Regions from separate parts of the Zea mays genome. Here region 2 is linked to region 1. Evidence: chromatin contacts called from public Hi-C data. All regions are on one chromosome and are shown on one strand. The core of a region is the stretch at or near the end of the contact, and the rest is flanking DNA. Distances in the headings are between cores, read along the strand shown.

The links. A called contact is a pair of places that touch in the nucleus more often than the background predicts.
Region 2: a contact with region 1 is called in a Hi-C map of leaf, with 5 times the contacts expected there. The contact joins the promoter of LOC103647074 here to the enhancer-like site in region 1. A contact is called at or near these places in 4 of 25 Hi-C or Micro-C datasets (bundle sheath, ear, leaf and 1 more).

The regions. Positions count from the first base shown.
Region 1 is chr2:147,341,079-147,347,529 of Zm-B73-REFERENCE-NAM-5.0, reverse strand. It overlaps LOC109944559 (a long non-coding RNA gene), which reads right to left and starts at 816. Exons shown (of 2, transcript XR_002267640.1): 1 at 742-816; 2 at 599-664. Within about 2 kb of position 3,694, at least 6 of the 20 cell types and tissues checked have an H3K27ac peak or open chromatin away from gene starts, as enhancers often do. A contact at or near this core is called in bundle sheath, leaf and tassel, where this site is marked.
Region 2 is chr2:147,426,388-147,432,158 of Zm-B73-REFERENCE-NAM-5.0, reverse strand. LOC103647074 (G-box-binding factor 1) reads right to left here and starts at 3,051. Exons shown (of 4, transcript XM_020549333.2): 1 at 2,800-3,051; 2 at 2,491-2,685; 3 at 2,247-2,390; 4 at 1,924-2,135. The coding sequence starts at 2,964. The coding sequence ends at 2,025.

The sequences.
Region 1 (6,451 bases), core at 2,445-4,944:
TTATAATATTATAGGAAAATGTTACAAATGTGTTATAATGTTTAGGAAAGAAAACAAACCCACATCCTGTGCACTCACTGGGATCTGAAAACATTAGGTGGACTAACCTCTCCACAGGACGAAAAGGCAATGGAGTTGCAATTGCAAGCACACAAAAAAGTGGCATGCACAAGAAAGTTTATATTATGGCAGATGTTCTTCGGACTTCTGTTTATCAGATACTTTCAGCATTCATTGATGACCTGCAAGCTAATGCAAAACCATCCAGCTTAGAGAAGAACTGGATCAGTGAAGGGAGAAAGCCTGTATATTGTTCACAAGCCGTGTTGGTTCAGAAGTTGATTCTGTTTATTGAGTACCGAGCTGTATGAACTTGGTTCCATGTCTCTCAGATCCTTTGCTTGCACATCAGATCATACTTGGATGGAAGTGTTTGGTTCTCGAACTTGCGGAGCTTGTGCTTGTTCATCTTACACTTGTGGGGAGCAACCAACAAAAAAAATTGTTGCTCTGTTCATTTCACTTGTTTATGCGTAGTACATGTACAAGCTATTGGCTGCAGCACAAGCAATTAGATTTTCAGATAGGTGTCAGGCCAAATGGAGCAACTTTGTGCTCAGATCATAGGAATTTCCATTGGCATCTATTCCAGTGCTCTCTCCACCTGTATAAGGTTTGACAGTATTAGTAGCCGCAGTGAAGATTCTTTTACAGACTAACATGCCAAAGCATCAAGCTAACCTCGTCTAACGGCCCTTGTCAGAGTACTTAGGGATCTGGTAGCTCTAGAGGTAGTCTGGACCTGCCGCCTGTTCACAAGAAAAAGTAAATAATACAGATACGATTAGTTCCATACTACTACATTTGAGCGACAAGTGCTCATGTATGCTACTCAAAACAGTTTGGTGTGTGGAAATCAATTTACATGAAGAAACAATAACATGCTCAATGTGATGAGGACAATCAGCAGTTGAATCGAACATAAGCTAAATAACAACCAGTCAAGATTATGATTTCATCGGAAACAGATACGTAGTAAAAACCGATAAGCATCTTGTTTTTCTACAAGCCATTACAGCACTTGTCAGATGAACAAGTTCATCGAATAGTAATACAAAACTGTCCTCCTTTTCATACGCATGGTAAAAACCAATAATTGAAACAAAAAAGTCCGCAAGCAACAAAGTACACATCCTGGTAGTCATCATCATTAGCATAAAAATACTCCACCTCAACGAACAAGACGAACTTGATCACCTCAGCACAACCAATTGGACGGATCAACTCGTACACACAGGCTTGATTACTACTAATAACCCTGTTGTTTCCTGCTTTCGGAACGACAACCGCCGGCTCTCAAATCCACTATCATCTAATTTAAATAAATTAAACACCGACAGCTGCTAATACACATGGAAAACAAAAAAAGTGTTCATCATTTCAACTGCTCCAAAACCTGCGCTTTTTGCAGTACGATTCGTCTATATTACATAACGTGAAGAACGACGAAGGGTACAACAGTAACGGATTTCTAACAGATACGTAATGAAGCTTCATTGAGCTGCTTTCCTGAAAATGCTTTCCTGAAAGACATATTCAGGCTACTCCAGCACAAGCATCAGCAATGCTGTCACTTTGTGTAATAAAAAGAGTGAGAAAAAAATCGTTTGAAAGGTCTTTCATTGGTTCTTCCTTTAGCCAACCGTGTTCAGCAGCAGTTGGGATCACATATCTGAGACAGACCAAAGATAGGCTTCTTGCTCCGGAAAGATACCAAGCAGTTAGACCAAATTACATTCTCAACAACCATCATCCTTCTAAATTCCACACGCAAGCAAAATTTTGCCATGGAAAATGACCCGCGAGCTATTGAATTGAATTGAATCAGTCACGGAACCCAACTGAAATGAGTGGCCTAGGAAACCTCAGCCGAAAGCTCCACAATACCTTCTCTAGCTTCTCGAAAGAGTCGACCTTGAGTGGGATCCACCCCTGGATGGCCTCCCCGGCGACGGCGCTGAGCCACGGCGGCCACCCGGCAGCCACCTGCTCGCCCTCGAGGCTCTTCCGCAGGCTCCGCAGCCGGAAGCTCCAGGACGCGGCCGCCACGGCGACGATGGCCTTCCCTGCCTCCTCGGCTTCGTCCTTGACCTTCTCTAGCCTCCTCGCCGTGGACGACGAGCTGCACAGGGAAGGCACGGCACCGGCAACGGGGCAACAGACCCCTGGGCGCGCGGCTGGCTCCGGTCCCTGAGCCCGCCGGATGAGTCGGCCGCCGGCGTCACCGAGACGGTGTTCTTGGACGCGACGCAGCCCATGGCGGTGGCGCACTATGAACACCACCGAGCGCCACCGACCATACGCCGAGCTCACGCATGGACACGGACCAATAGTCGGCTCCTTCTCCGCTCCCAAGCCTGACCACATCCGCCCTCACACCAGCATTGTGCTGCGAGCCGGTGGACGTCCGCGGGAGGTAGGGGATCCTCGGTGGCGGTTGTTTGCCGGGCGGCTGCATCCTCGGCGGGGGTAGTTAGCCGTGCGCGCGCAGGGAGCGGCATGACAGTGTGCGAGCGGCAACCGCGCGCGTAGGGAGCGGCAATCACGGCGGGGAATCGCGGCGGGAGGCCGGGCGGGCGCGACGTGCGCGACCCGCGGGAGGTGGGTGGGGAATCGCGGCTGGGTGGGGGCGGGCGCGGTCCGCGGGAGGTAGCGATAGGGAGGTAGGGGATCCGCGACGGCGGTTGTTTGCCGGACGGCTAGATCCTCGGAGGGGTAGTTAGCCGTGCGCGCGCAGGATCCGCGGGAGGCAGTGGCGAGCGGGGGCAGTCTACACATGGCTCTTAATATTTGTAGAGATTATGACATACTTTTTTATTATTAATATAACATTATCGCTTATACAAATTATCAGATGTTACAAATTATTATGTGTACATAAAATTAACACATTTATATAATGAATGATATCTTGACAAGATAATTATTTATTTTATCACTATACATTACATGAAAATATAATTATATTTAAGTTTAACGGGTTCCCGTGAGAAACGAGAATGAAGAATGCTTCCTCATCTCTGTCCCCGTTTAATCGCAGGGAGGGTTTTTCTCGTTTACATCCCCGTATGAGGAGAATCTTCCCTATCCCCATCTCCTAATCCATCCTCATCCTCTAATGAATTAATTCCTCGAGGAGAATCGAGGATCAGGGCCATTGCTGTCTCTACTAGAGCTAGCATGCATAAGCCCGTGCCGCGGATAGGAACAGGATACACGCATGACATGCCTTGTTTCCGCCACATATTGAAGCTAACGGCATATACAACCCATTTAAGTAACCTATATCTTAAGAAATATCTAAGGATTTAAGCGTAAAGCAACATAAGAGATGTATCTTGAGTTCTTGACAAAGGAACGTTTCTAGCATGATTATCTAAGTCTGGATATAGTTAAACTCATAACTTGAGAGGTTCCAATAATTAAGATATAATGCTTAGATATATTGATTTATATGAACGAGTTTCTTATATGTATCTAATATTTAGATAACCCCAACTTACTATCTAAGATTGTACACGGTCCTAAGTACACGCTGCGGGGTACTCGTCGTTTTGCATGCATGCCGCCATGCGTATCTGGGTTCTCATTGGAGTCGAGCGAAGCGAGCGAGGCTTTTATTGGGAAAAATCTCCTGGCACTGAATAATATATAGAGAATAATTTTATGTGTATGACATGTAGACCAAGTAACATTAACGGACAGCTATAATTTTCGGTGGTATCTTTTCATTTTATCATGACACTCTCACTCATCAATCATGGTCACGGGTTGTGGTCGCGTGTCATCTTCCAAGCAAAGCAGTGTTCAGACAGACACCAGATTTCTGCAGCACTGGGGCTGACTGCCTGACTGGTCGATATTCCGGCGTGCCATACGAGCGTGACTGCATGAGATGACTATTCAGGCGGCAATCGGCAGGCACAGTCGGCATACACTAGCCGGCTTGTACCTGCAACCAGCACAAGCTACGAGTTCGACTATGCTACGCCAATACGCCATCACGCCATGCCGGCGATCCATGTTGCGCTCAGAATTTCATGCATGGCAGATAACTAACGCTCTGCCGCGTTCGCGTTGTTTGATCATAGGGCCTAAACTTTAGTAGCTATCATGTTAGATATTTATATGTCTATTATTATTGGGCCTGACTCAGGTTAATATTGACTCAGGTTAATATTCAATAATAATCAATGACAGAGGTTCAATTTAATATTACGGTGTACTAGTACTGTAGTACCATACCGGAAGTTCAAGAGACAATTCATTCAACTTAAATAAGTGGATCATTGGTGCATCTATCGAAAAACTGAGAAAAGGATAAAGAACTGCCACACGCGCGCCGCTGGCCGGGTCGGGCCGTGGCTGTTTGGACCTTGGTCCGAATATTCCTTCCTAACGGTTACGCATTTTGGCGCATCCTGTCCGCCCAACCCTAATCGGACGACCCGATTTCAATTAAGCCAGATCTAATCCCGACCGCCCGATCCAGATCTGACCGCCCTCCTCTCACTCTATCTCACCCGCGCCCTGCAGATGGGGCCTGTCGGTTAGGCCGTCTCGCCCTAGGCAGCTGACACCCCTGGCCCGCTGGTCAGCCCGCGCTCGCGTTCGCGCGCGCGTCTGCTCGGCCAGATCTAATCGGGGCCGTTGCTCGCTGATCCGATGGCCGAGAACAACCCGTACCCCTTCGCGTGTGATTTTTACTAAAGAGACCCTGAGTTCTCGGGTAATAGAACCCGTCGTCCTTAGACTTTACGCGTAGGCCCCTGAACTCTTATAAACAGAGCCCTGCACTTTTAAATAATTACATAATTGGACCTATTTTTCACATTTCAAACTTCAAAACTTGTTTATTTCATATCTTTTTCATATGAACTCCAAATTTAGTGATTCAAATTGCAAAATGTTCGTAGCAATATTCTCTGTTCAAATAAATTATGTTCATTTACAGTATGTACACTCTAATTTTGTGTCTAACTATAGGTTAGTGTATGTGTTGATTTATTCACTTAATAAAATAAATAAAAAGGAAACCCTAGTGGTAAAATATATGCTTAATATTGCGAAGATGATAATAATATGTGATGTATGAACTTATCTCTGGTTTGAATTAGATATCTCATTAAAACAAGTAGAATTAGGTTATGTAACCATGGAGATAGACAACACTTAAAGAATAATCAACTGCTAAATGAGATTAGTTCACCCTATAATTTAAACTCCCTTTTGAGTTCATACTTTTCCTTTTGAGATGTGTTCCAATGTTTGTACATGATTAATGTGTTGTTTATTTGTCATTTACCAAATGTATTGAATGTATGATCGCTTTATTTAAACAACGAGTAGCCCTTGGTTCATGTGTGTGTTGCCGAAGATCTCCCTGAGCAACAATCTCGTGAAGGCAAGTGTCCTCTAACCTATTATGTCCTACTTACTCTATAATTCATTGTCCCGCATTACATTATTGAAACCTAAGGATTGACTAGTCTCTATTTACTTTTCCCCTTGATTTTCTATCTCCTGGACTGGGCGCAAGATTAAACCAAAGTCCAGGGGCTGTTACGAAAATGTTCCTAAGACACAGAGCGCCCCTGATATGGACGGTGGGTTTATTTCTGATAACTCTAGGGGTTCCTCTGAAAACGTCATGGCTGAAAGGGTATCGGCGATCACAGTCCGTTGGATCCATACCGAGCGTCCAGATTAAATCAAGTTCTCATTCGAATCGGTATGCGATGCTATGCGTTGGATTTGAAATCAATGGCGCTGATTTAATTAAATGAAATGATGTTATCCTCCTCTGATCTTGGGCGTGCGTTGACAGATCAACGGCTCCCGACCATGGCCCGAAGCGATATGCTCGGAGTCGAATCCGGACCGTCCCTGATGCATCCAACGCCCCCCCGCACGCCCTACACTCCCCGACGCCGAAACACGGCGGCGTAGGGCCTCCCACGGTGGTGCCATTGCCGGTGCGTGGCGCCATGACGCCACAACGACTAGAGCTCGATCCTAACCGGTGCGCAGTGCTATGTAGTAAATGGGTAATCCAGGGGATTGGTTCTCACCGGTGATTAGCTTTGCAGGGGTGTCCGACAGCGGCACGAGGTGGATCCACGGTGGCGGCGAAGAATTCTGGCGACGTCGGTGGTCGAACCCACGTAACATGAACACGATCGCCTTCCCCACGGTCTGGGAAAGGCCCAAGACACCACCGAAGGCGCGGACAACGGCCACGGCGAGGATTCCCCCCCCCCACGGTGGCACCCCGAGCACAATGTGCGCTTGATGCGCCCCGGCGACAACGGTTCTCGGGTTTGGAGTCACGGCTGAGGGGATAAGGAGGGGCCCCACAACCGATTATATAGAGGCGAAGAAATGGGGTTCA
Region 2 (5,771 bases), core at 1,802-4,301, 85 kb before region 1:
ACGAAAGGTGATCCACTGATGGCTCCTTGGATTGATAAAATGTGGAATAGAAAAAAAAAAGTAGGAATGAAGTTACATGATAATTATAATTCTACAGAAATTTAAAATATAAGAAATCTTCTAGATAGAGTGTTTGATGCAACACAGGAAAACACACAACAATTAGAGAGAGATGCAAAGAATAGTTTTCAAGATGTTGGATCTCTTGTTAAAAATCCTCCAAAAATCTTACTAGAACGAGTCATTCTATAGGAATTTTATAGGGTTTATAGAAACTCAATCCTTTATTCTAAGGGCTACACTGAAAATTTTTCTATATATCTTCAATCCTCTAAAATTCCTCTACTTTTTCTATTTTTCTATGTTCTAAAGGAGGCCTACTTTTTCTACTTTTTCTATGTTCTAAAGGAGGCCTGAATGGTTATCTGTTACAGCTGAATGGAGGGCTCTATTGGCAACATGGTCCTCCATTGTTTTTTTTCGAAACAGACGTCATCACCATCTGCAGATCTTAGATCTCAAGTTTCTAAGCTTTGGGGCTAGTTTGGTGGAATAGCAGATCTCTCTCCCAGGGATCCTCTATGCAGATCTTAGATATCAAAATCAGCGTGCCAGGTTTGCTCGGAGTTCGGCTCATCCATATCCGTACAATGGAGATCATCGCAATGTTTCTTCGTAAACACCCTAGGCCAAGTTGATAGCTCAACCGAGAATCTCTTCTTGCACTAGAAAATGAAACATATGACGAGAGGGCTCATGTGTGTTGCTCTTGTACGAGACATTATATTTTAACACAGTCTTAATCTTGCTTGCTTGCTTGCTGGTATAGTATATATAATGAAAATCCTAAAGAAAGAATCGCTGCTACATTATACACGCGACCTCCGGTAGATGGATGTTGCGTCATCGAGAAAGAAATACTGCTAGCTATAGCACTCGTTTAATTTCTTCAGTTACATATTGCAGCAAAGAATATACTAAGAAAAGAAAACGGAAGAGATCACGAAGCTGTTTAGTTCGCCGCCGAGAAGAAAACCAATGGAGTCACCACCGGCACCGCGATGCCGTGCATGCCCGCAATGCCTGTCCAAGCTTTTTGCCGCGCCTACCACTGCTCGGAGGAGCCGGGGCGGGCGGCGGCGTGCGTGTGCTTGAGCTTGGTAAGGTCCCTCCTCCGCCTCCTCGCCTGCGCCGCCCTGTCCCTGTCGCTCTGCGCTCCCCCGCCGCCGGAGCCGGAGCCGGAGGCCGGGCCCGCGACGATACCGACGGGCGCGCTCCGCTTGTCGACCTCGAGGCCGAGCGTGAGCGAGCACGGGTCGTCGTCCGTGTCCTCCTCGCCCGTTGCGGCGCGCGGGTCCTGGAACGCCGGCGGCTGCTGCGCGTGCGCGGACGATGGCGACCCGCGCGGGTCCGCTACGGCCGGGTAGTACCACGCGCAGGGCTGCAGGCAGAGCGGCGGCGGGCTGCCGTGCTGCTCGCTCCCGGCGGCGGCGCTGGGCGGCCAGGAGCCCCAGACATAGGGCACCGGCACTGGTGCCGGCGGTGCCGCTGAGTACAGGAACCCCGGCCGCGGCGGCGCCGGCACCAAGGATTCTGCCGCCTGCTGCTGCGCTGGCATCGCCGGCTTCCTGGACGTCTTCGCCACCTGCGCGCGGAGAATTGAATGAGCACACGTCCGTGTTATTAGCTTGTGTTGACGGCGCCAAGACCAGTCGGAGAAAGCGATGAAATCCACCGACGTGTCCTCAGTCCTCACGCACGCCTCTGCACAAGAACATGCAATTCGAACACGACTAGCAGCAGGAGCCAGGTGTACGGCATGAGTAGAGCACTGGTAGTGGTGGGCAGAAACAGGAAAGGCGAAAAAGTGCAGTGCAAGTCATGCGCACATGTGTCCTCGTTTGAGGGGAACAAGTAGAGAGGTTGTCTGCCTAACAATGGCAACATCGTTACTATAATCGTAGTAAACCAGGTGAGTGATGCTACGTCATCTGCCGAGTCAAGTACAGGATTACGCAGAGATTTTATTCAAGTATAGATCGAGCATGAAAGGTAGGAAAGCGATGTGCCTCTTCTTTGAGCTGCTTGTTCGCCTCCTTGAGCGACAGGTACTCCTCCATGACCACGTCCTTCTCCTGCACCGTGGCCGTCGGCTCATCAGTGCAACTCGATCGAAAGAGCGGCGTACGTGAAGACGACATTACACCAGATGCCGCCGCCGCCGAGCAAGGTGCGGTGGTACCTACCTTCTTCATGCTCTCGTTCTGCGACGACAGGTCGGCGACCTTCCTGGCGAGCTCGTCCCGGATGGCCTGGCGGCGGAGGATGGTCTGGCGGGCGGACTCGCGGTTGGCCAGCACGCGCCGCAGCCGCTTCGCCTCCTTCTCGGCCTGTCACGCACGGTGGTGAAGACGGCGGTCGGTTACGGAGTCGCGCGCGATTGTGCCGGCCGCGAAGCACGGGCGAGCAGCTAGGTACTTACTTACATACCTCGGTGACCGCGTGCCGGGGCCGGGGTCCGTAGCCAGTCGTCGCTGGCTCCGGTACGGCGGGCTGCTGGTACGCCGCCTGGTGGGACGGCGGCGGCGGCGGGTGCCCGCCAAAGCTGGAGCTGCTGGAGCACGGGGAGGCCTGGATGCTCACCTCCCCTAGCTCCAGGCTCAGCCGCGTGCTCGCCTCGTCCTCCTGGTCGCCGGTCGTGGAGAGTTATTCGTACGTTAGTTAGGAGTTACGATTAAATCTTAATAGAGCAAGCAAAGCGCTGCGACGGTGACGGCGACGGCGGTTGTAATCATTCACCTGGTGAGCAGAAGGAGCGGGAGTAGCGCGCCGCACGGGCGGCGGCTGTTCGCCGCCCGGTCCGGCGACCCCGGCCATGTCGGCAAGCGCCATGGCGGCGCCGAGCTCGACGTCGACGGTGACGCCCCGGCGGCATTGCCGCTGGCCGTCGCTATCGTCGGACATGGCGATCGAGCGACCTGCTAGCTAGATGCCGGAGCTTCGCATGGATGGGAGAAACAAATATAGAGAGGTACGTGCGGGAGGCGATCAGGCGAGAAGAGGGTTGAACGGCGGAGGAGCGGTGCCAAGTGCCCCAAGGGAAAGCCAGAATTTAAATATCTCCCGCGCCGCCTCGCGGGCAGGCGGCCACCCCCGTCGCGCCCTGTGGAGCCCGCCTCGCCCGTGCGCGGCCGCCACGTGTCGGAGAGGCTCGCGCCGCCCGGGCTCACCTCCACGCAGCAGGCGCTCGGGGGACACGCGGAGGCCGGGCGCCCCCGCGACCGGCATGCAGACTGCGGAGAGCGGGCGGGCGGGCGGTTCGTGGGCCGAGCCGGGCGGGACGAGGGCCCCGCGTGTCAGCCCGGTGCGCAGCGCCTTTGTTGGCTTGGCTCAGGCTCAGGCTCAGGGCTCAGGCTCAGAGCTGGACGCGGTTCACGGTCCCACTCGAGCGAGTCGCGACGTGCCGCGCCCCTGCGCCGGCCGGGTGGCCGCCGCCACGCCGGAAGCGTCTGGAACACCATGCTCTCGCTTCGGCCGTTCGGCGCGCGCAAGGCGCAACCCAATCCGGCTCGGCGATACTGCGTGCTGGGCCTGCGGCACGGCAGGCAGCATTTCTGTCAGATTAGGGTAGAGATGGCAACGGGGAATTCCCCGTCGGGTTTTGGCTCCCCATCCCCGTCCCCACGACGAAAAAACTTCCCCGCGGGGATCCCCACGAACGCTTGCGGGGGACATTTCTTCCCCATCCCCGTTACCCGCGGGGATAAATCCCCATCGGGGATCCCCGTCCCCGCTTAAATTATAATTAGATCATACTTAATTTGTTATTAATGTAAAACATTTTCACTTATACACATTGTTAGATGTAAAAATCATTATGTGTACATTAAAATGAACGCATTTGTACAACTAGTGATCTCTTGGCAAGATAATTATTTATTTTGTATCATTAACTATTATATGAAAACATCGTCACATGTAAGTTTAACGGGTCCCCGCGGGGAACGGGGATGGGGAATGCTTCCCCATCCCCATCCCCGTTTACCCGTCGGGGGAGAAATTTTCCCCGTTTACATCCCCGTGGGGGAAGAAATTTCTCCATCCCCGTCCCCTAATAGAGGAATTCCCCGCGGGGAATCGGGGATCGGGTCCCCATTGCCATCTCTAGATTAGGGCCTCGCCTCACCTGGTGCTGATGCCTGGTGCCTGATTGGTCTGACGGGGGAGGGAGAAGCGTGCGCTGACCACTGATTGCTGAGCTTGTCCGTGTGCTCGACCAACCAGCCCAGTACAGTGTCCATCTCTCGTAGCTCAGGCCGCGGCAGTAGCGGGAATCCCGAGACGGCAACCGACCCAAACTGCGTGCCGTACCTCTACATGAACAGGAGCTGAATCTTGGATCTTTTTGTTCTCTGACGCTCGGGTGCTCGACCAACCGCCGAGAAGTATGGAGGCCTGACGCCTATGGTACCACGTATTATCATATATTTGCCGCACTTGTCTAAAGGACCCTACATCTCACCGCTGGATCCACTGAATCTCCCCGCCCCCCAAAAAAGCTTACTAGGTAGCTTTTGGATAAGCCACGGTGATTCTAAACTTTCTACCGTAGAATAGAGAATTTATACTATAGATTATAATATTGATAAAATTAAAGTTTGAAATATAAAATGAGATAAGATAACTGTTAGAGACAGTCTAACTCTTGATTTATTGTGGTGTTTGATTACCTATAGATTTTTTTAAGAAGTTGGATACTGCGCAAAATCCAAGACATATCCCATTAACAATTTATGAAGGGATTGTAAGATTTTAGCACACAATCCAATACAAAAATCAGGACCCGTTTGGATAAAAATGAGATAATAGAATGAGATACTGAGAATGAGGCACAAAAACCCAAAGTAAAGTTGATAATTGAGATTCTGTGAAGCAGCACAAGATCCAATACATAAAACGCGAAGCGTTTGGATCTACGACAGACCAATTTTATCCGATCATATGAACTCCTACCTAAACAAACACTGCCCAAATACATAGTAGATTTCGAAAGCTAGGTTTCAAAAGCTGAATTGGTGCAAGCTATAGATTGTAGGAGCTAAAGTAAAAGCATTGTTTGTATCGATAGATTTTAAAAGCTTAGGTAGACTAGCTGTTGAGATCTGACACGTGGGCTTCAGCACTTGGGAGTAGGTGAAACGAATAACACGACAAAACTGATGGCTCAGGGCTCAAATGTCTTGTCAAGTGTGTCACGTACGTGAACGGGGCGAGGGTATTTAAAGAGTAACCAATGCCTTAGAAACTAAAATACGCTCATACCCTTAGGTACCTACTACATTCCCTGAATATATTGTACAACAGGGTAATTACAGGACAGTTTAGCTCCACTTGTTACACCGCATAAATACACCCTCGATGGAGGCTGGCAGGTGGGCCAGCACGTCCCAATCTGTAACAGGGGCCGACGCACCACGGGTCGAGTCATGCGCCCCTCTTCGCCCTTGTAGTCTTCGCACGGGTTCCTGACGAAGTTCTACGATGGCGAGGGATCAGTGTCGATTGTGTTTGTGCCCTGTTCGCTGCCTGCTCGGGTCAATAATCCTTCGCTGTTGATCAGCCCCCAACTGCCTTTGTCAATCATGTAGCTTCCTGGTGAGGGGCCACTCCAAGACCTGCACGTGATCAAGTAGCTTCTTGGTTGTTTAAGAGTGATCGAGGTCTAGGTCGACCCTTGTCCCAATAGTAGCCCCCGTGTGACGGAATCTCCC